2 separate regions of the Oryctolagus cuniculus genome follow, and region 2 is linked to region 1. A link is a contact called in public Hi-C data. All regions are on one chromosome and are shown on one strand. The core of a region is the stretch at or near the end of the contact, and the rest is flanking DNA. Distances in the headings are between cores, read along the strand shown. Region 1 holds the start of COMMD4 (COMM domain containing 4). Region 2 holds the start of PPCDC (phosphopantothenoylcysteine decarboxylase).

Evidence for each region. Hi-C and Micro-C count contacts between places; a contact is called where the count stands out from the background.
Region 2: a Hi-C map of an unstated tissue shows a contact between it and region 1, with 2.5 times the contacts expected there. The contact joins the promoter of PPCDC here to the promoter of COMMD4 in region 1. A contact is called at or near these places in 2 of 6 Hi-C or Micro-C datasets (ear pinna and an unstated tissue).

Annotation. Positions count from the first base shown.
Region 1 is chr12:108,610,559-108,613,473 of mOryCun1.1, forward strand. It overlaps COMMD4 (COMM domain containing 4), which reads right to left and starts at 1,540. Exons shown (of 8, transcript XM_051834639.2): 1 at 1,449-1,540. The coding sequence starts at 1,451.
Region 2 is chr12:108,755,139-108,758,053 of mOryCun1.1, forward strand. PPCDC (phosphopantothenoylcysteine decarboxylase) reads right to left here and starts at 1,529. Exons shown (of 6, transcript XM_002722037.5): 1 at 1,426-1,529.

The sequences.
Region 1 (2,915 bases), core at 290-2,789:
AGACCAAGTCCCTGGCCTCGGGCCACGTGTGACCTGACCTGTCCCGGCTCCTCCCCACCCTGGCAGCATCCTGGTCAGCTGCCCTGGCCCACGCCAGAGTGTGGCTCCCTCTCCTCTTCAGAGGGGGCCCCCTGACCACGCCTTCTTTTTTTTTTTTTTTTTGACAGGCAGAGTGGACAGTGACAGAGAGAGACAGAGAGAAAGGTCTTCCTTTTGCTGTTGGTTCACCCTCCAATGCTGATCCGAAGCCAGGAGCCAGGTGCTTCTCCTGGTCTCCCATGGGGTGCAGGGCCCAAGCACTTGGGCCATCCTCCACTGCATTCCCTGGCCACAGCAGAGAGCTGGCCTGGAAGAGGGGCAACCGGGACAGAATCCGGCGCCCCGACCGGGACTAGAACCTGGGGTGCCGGCGCCGCTAGGCGGAGGATTAGCCTAGTGAGCCGCGGCGCCGGCCTACCACGTCTTCTAACCAGCCCCCACACGAGCAACCTGGGGCACTGGTGGAGACGTCCACTATCTCTCTGCTTAAAATTTGTTTGAGGGACCGGTGCTGCGGTGCGGCCTCCCATACGGAGGTTCGAGTCCCGGCTGCTCCACTTTCCACCCAGCTCCTGCTAATGCACCTGGGAAAGCAGTGGAGGGATGGCCCAAGTGCGTGGTCCCTGCACCCACGTGGGAGACCTGGAAGAGGCTCCTGGCTCCTGGCTTCAGCCTGGCCCAGCCCCAGCCACTGTGGCCATCTGGGGTGAACCAACGGATGGAAGACCTCTCTCTCTCTCTCTCTCTCTGCCTCTACCTCTCCAACTCTGCCTTTCAAATAAGTACATAAAAATCTTTAAATTTTTGTTTTAATCTACTTGAGAGAGAAAGTTCTTATCCCCTAGTTCCCTCCCCGAATGCCTGCGACGGCCAGGGCGGAGCTGGAGCGGGGAACACGACCCAGGTGTCCCACGTGAGTGGCGGGCACCCAACTCTTCGGGCCACCACTGCAGCCTCCCGGGGTGTGGGTCAGCAGGACGCGGGCGGCAGCACCGGCACCGGGAGCCCACCCCGGGCACCGCGCTGCCGCCTCACCGCCCACCCGCCCCCGGCGCGGCGCGGGGCTCAGACCGCGCATCCGACAGGTGTCAGCTGAGCGAGCACGCAGGAGGTGGCAAGTCGCAAGCTCCTGTCCACCGCGCGGGCTGGGGAAGCGGGCACCTCTGGGCACGCTCCCGAGCCAGGCAACCCCGCAGGAGACCCGCTCCGCACCGGCCGGCGACGGGAGCACCCGGAGCGGGCGGCCTCGGGTCTGCGACCCCGCCGTGCGGGGCAGCGGGTCTCACGCTCCGCCCCACCGCGCCTGCCGAAGAGCCGAAGCCCCGCCCTCGCTCCTCGTTCCGGGAGCCACCAGCGCCCCAACGGCGCCGCCCCTGCACCCGCTGCCTCGCTCCACCGCAGGCGCTCACCATCGCGCCGGGAGCCCGGGACGCCGCAGCCTCGGCTTCCGCTGCGCGCGGAGTCGGCTGATGCCGCGATCACGTGACTCGGCGGCCGGGGGCGTGGCCCGCGAGGGGCGCGTGGGGGCGGGAGCGCCCCCTGGAGGACCGGAGGACGCAGTGCAGGAGCCCGAACCCGGAGGGAGCCGGCCTCGCCCCAGTTCAGCATGGGGCGAATCCTGGCCGCAGGACACGGGGAGTGGGCTCCTGGACAGGACCCGCGGAGCTGGGCGTCCTCAGTCGTTTCCACGTCTCCCGCCGTTAAGCAGTACCACAAATATAGCTGTGGCATACTTTAAAACGTTACTGAATTATAGCAACACGCACACAACTAACTGCACACGAGCAGCGTCGAGTTTAGTGAATTTCCATCAACTGTTCACCCCACGTTAGCAGCGGCAGCAGACAGGGGCGCAGATCCAGGCGGTCCAGGCGAGGGCCGTGTTCCTGCACCCCAAAACCAGCACGGGGTTCCCCGGAAGCCGACTTTTACTGCAAAGCACAGAGCAAGCAGCGGGCAGCCGGCTCGGTGCCCAGGGTCCCGGAGTGTGGCAGGTGCACCCTGGGGCCGAGAGCGGCGTGCCCAGCTCCCCTCCTGCTCAGGGGCGACGAGGCGGGAGGGGTGGTGGGGGACACCTGGGCGCGGGCGGCCAGCGCGGAGTGGGAAGAAGCAGCAGAAGGCCGAGAGGCGCAGGACGAATGAAGAGGGAACTGCTCTGTGCCGGCCCCTGATCCCTGCCGGGCACCGCAGGCCAGAACCAACACCCGCACAGCGGGGACTCCATTCTGGAGCGCCTGAGCTCCACCTTGAGAAAGAAGCCGCCCCCCCCCGCCCCCCCCCGCCCCCAGACTGTGCTGTAGAACTACGACCTAACACGCTCGGACAATAGCAGTCACCGCATCGCACTTGGCCGAGCGCAGAAACCCCCTAGCATGCTCGCTCAAGCTTAAAAGCAGACAGGCGGGGGCCGGTGTGTGGTGTAGGGGGGAAAGCCGCCGCCTGCAGTGCCGGCATCCCAGGTGGGCGCCAGTTCCAGTCCCGGCTGATGCACTTCCGATCCAGCTCTCTGCTGTGGCCTGGGAAAGAAGAGGAAGATGGCCCAAGTGCTTGGGCCCCTGCACCCTCATGGGAGACCTGGAAGAAGCTCCTGGCTCCTGGCTGCAGCCTGACACAGTCCTGGCTATTGCAGCCATCAGATGGAAGATCTCTCTCTCTTTCTCTTTCTCTCTCTCTCCCCCTGCCTCTCTGTAACTCTGCCTTTCAAATAAATAAATCATTAAAAATAAATAAATAAGCCGGCGCCGTGGCTCACTAGGCTAATCCTCCGCCTTGTGGTGCTGGCACACCGGGTTCTAGTCCTGGTCGGGGCGCCGGATTCTGTCCCAGTTGCCCCTCTTCCAGGCCAGCTCTCTGCTGTGGCCAGGGAGTGCAGTGGA
Region 2 (2,915 bases), core at 279-2,778, 140 kb after region 1:
CGGCAAGCTCCCTGAGCTGTGGCCAGGCCTCACTGCCACCCTGGGGCAGTCCTCGCCATCCATGAGTGAAGAACTGTGGGCAGAGGACGGAGGAGGAGTCGTGCAGCCAGAGCCCTGGGCCCTGTCCACGCTCGTGCTCCCGCCCTCGTGTGTGACTGTGGCCGAGCTCCACTGGCCAGCAGCTGTGACCTCTGCCCCACTTCAGGGCCCCAGCCAAGGGCATGCTTGCCCAGAGCTGGACAAGAGCGTCCACCCAGGGACAAGGGAGCCTTGAGGGCCTCAGCCTTACCTGTGGGATGGCAAACCCCTCCCTGCCCCACCCCTGCCAGGACAAGGGGATTCTCCCAAAACCAGAAGCAGCCCTTGACCCGGCCCCCCAGGCTGGCGTCACTCCTAGGGACCAGGCCACGGGGCAGTCACACCAGGGACTGAGCAGCTTTGTACCCCCCATTCTAGAAGCCGGGGCAGGTGTGCGTGACAGCCACCCGGAGAATCCTAGGGCAGGTGCTATGCTGTGAGCATCTGTCCCTCCAAATTCAGGAGTCTCATGTTAACAGGGTGGGGGCTTGAGCCAATGGGTGTGGAGCTGGAGCGACTGGATGGAGTTGGTAGGGTGGAGCCCCCGCGGTAGCCGCGGCCTGCGCTCCCAAGGAGCCCTGAGCCTCAGGAACCCCACGCAGGTTACGGGGACACCCCAGGGGCCCGCCATGCCGGGGCCACAGCCAGGGGAGTGGGCGGAGCAAGGGGCCCCGGCTCGAGCCCCGGACCGGTCTCAGGGGCACCTGCCAGTCACTCTGCGGACAAGGGTGGGCGGAGCTGCTGCAGGGCTGCACAAAGGAGCCAGCGCACCCGGCCAGGCAGGGCCGGGGGTCACCGGGACCCGGACCCACCACGTCAAAGCCCCTCACCGCTGACCCCGGCCGCTGCTCGGGCCCGTGTCCCACCAGTCACACGGAGCCTCGCGCCACCTTAACCGCCTCCCCGGGGCCGACGAGGGCAGGCGGCTGCTGCGGGGCGAGCTCGGGCCCTGGCTAACCGGCTGCAGCGGCAGGTGCCCCGGAGGCCCCCGCGGGCTGGGGAGCCCCAACGTCCGGGGCTTCCGTCCTGTTTCCACCAACTGTTCCGCCGCCCTGGGTACCGCGGGCAGCCCCCGCCCCTTTCTGGAAGCAGGCTCGTGGTTCACTGGGATAAACGCGGTGCGCGCTGGCGAGCGGACAGGACACCTTCCACGCGGGAGGAGCCGCCCGGCGGGCGCAGAGGGAACCCCCTACTCCGGGCCCCGCCGCCCCCGGCGGCACGCCCGCGGTGAGGAGGGGTCGCACGGGCGGCACGGCCTCTCCTCACACACACACACGCCCGCGACTCATGGCGGCGAGCGCGCCTTCTCCGCTCTCCCCAGGCTCCCAGGCCCCTGCGACCGCTCACCCGCGCCAGGCGCAACTCGCGGCAGCCCCAAATATCGCGTGATCTGGGCCACCCTCCGCTCTGATTCCGAGGGTTCCGCTGCCTCCCGACAGGACCTGGGAAGCAGCGTGGCCGCGAGGCCTTCTGGGAGTCGTAGTCCACAGCTCTGCTTTCTGGGAGTTGTAGTCCATTTCTCCACCTTGCGGAAGCTACAGTCGGTTTTTCATGATTTGGGCCCCGCGTTCTTTGTATTGGCGGACTCTCGGCAGGGCTTGGCCTCATTGTGTGGCTGCCTCACCCTCATCCTGCCCCCACACACTGCTTATCACCGGGGGACTCAATACTGAGTAATAATAACCGCTTTTTGGGGAGGTAAACAGGGATATAAGATAAGTATGGCGTCCCCGCTCTCAAGACAAACAGAAATGCAGAATAATGCAGGATTAGGTCCACCCCGAGCGTCAGGCACGAAGGGCTCCCGCCTTGGGATCTTATTTTAAAGATTTATTTATTTTGAAAGCCAGAGTTAGAGAGAGGCAGAGACAGGTATCTTGCATCCGCTGGTTCACTCCCCCATGTGGCTGCAGTGGCCAGCGCTGGGCCAGGCCAAAGCCAGGAGCCTGGAGTCCACACGGGTGCAGGGGCCCAAGCACTTGGGTCATCTTGCTGCTGTCCCAGGCCATAGCAGGGAGCAGGATTGAAATGGAGCAGCTGGGACACTGTGGCAACCAAGTGGGACGCCGGCATTGCAGGCAGTGGCTTTACCTCCTGTGCCGAAACACCGGCCCTAGAGCTATCCTTTATTTGAAAGAATTACACAGAGAGAGGAGAGGCACAGAGAGGGAGGTCTCCTAGGTCTTCCATCCGGTGGTTCACTCCCCAGTTGACCACAATGGCAGGAGCTGCGCTGATCCGAAGCCAGGAGCCAGGAGCTTCTTCTGGGTCTCCCACGCTGGTGCAGGGCCCCAAGGCTTGGGCCATCTTCTACTGCTGCCTCAGGTAGAGAGCTGGTTCCAACGTGGAGCAGCCGGGACTTGAACTGGCATTCGTATAGGATGCTGGCACTGCAGGCAGTGGCTTTACCCACTATGCCACAGCACTGGCCCCAAGCTGAGTCTTTTTTTGAAGGGCACTATGGCATGGATGCCACAGGATTGGCAGCCAGAGGAAGGGAGCATGGGGGATGCCTCTGCCCTCCTCATTCCCCAGCCCCCAGACCCTTTTCTGTTCAGCTGGGCTGCTCAAACAGCTGTGGTGGGAGGGCTCTCTGTGCTCTGCCCCAACCCCCAGCCCTGCAGTGAGCCACCTGACCCCGCCCACTCCTTTTTTTTTTTTTTTTTTTTTTTGACTGGCAGAGTGGACAGTGAGAGAGAGAGAGAGACAGAGAGAAAGGTCTTCCTTTGCCATTCGTTCACCCTCCAATGGCCGCCGTGGCCAGCGCGCTGCGGCCGGCGCACCGCGCTGATCTGATGGCAGGAGCCAGATGCTTCTCCTGGTCTCCCATGGGGTGC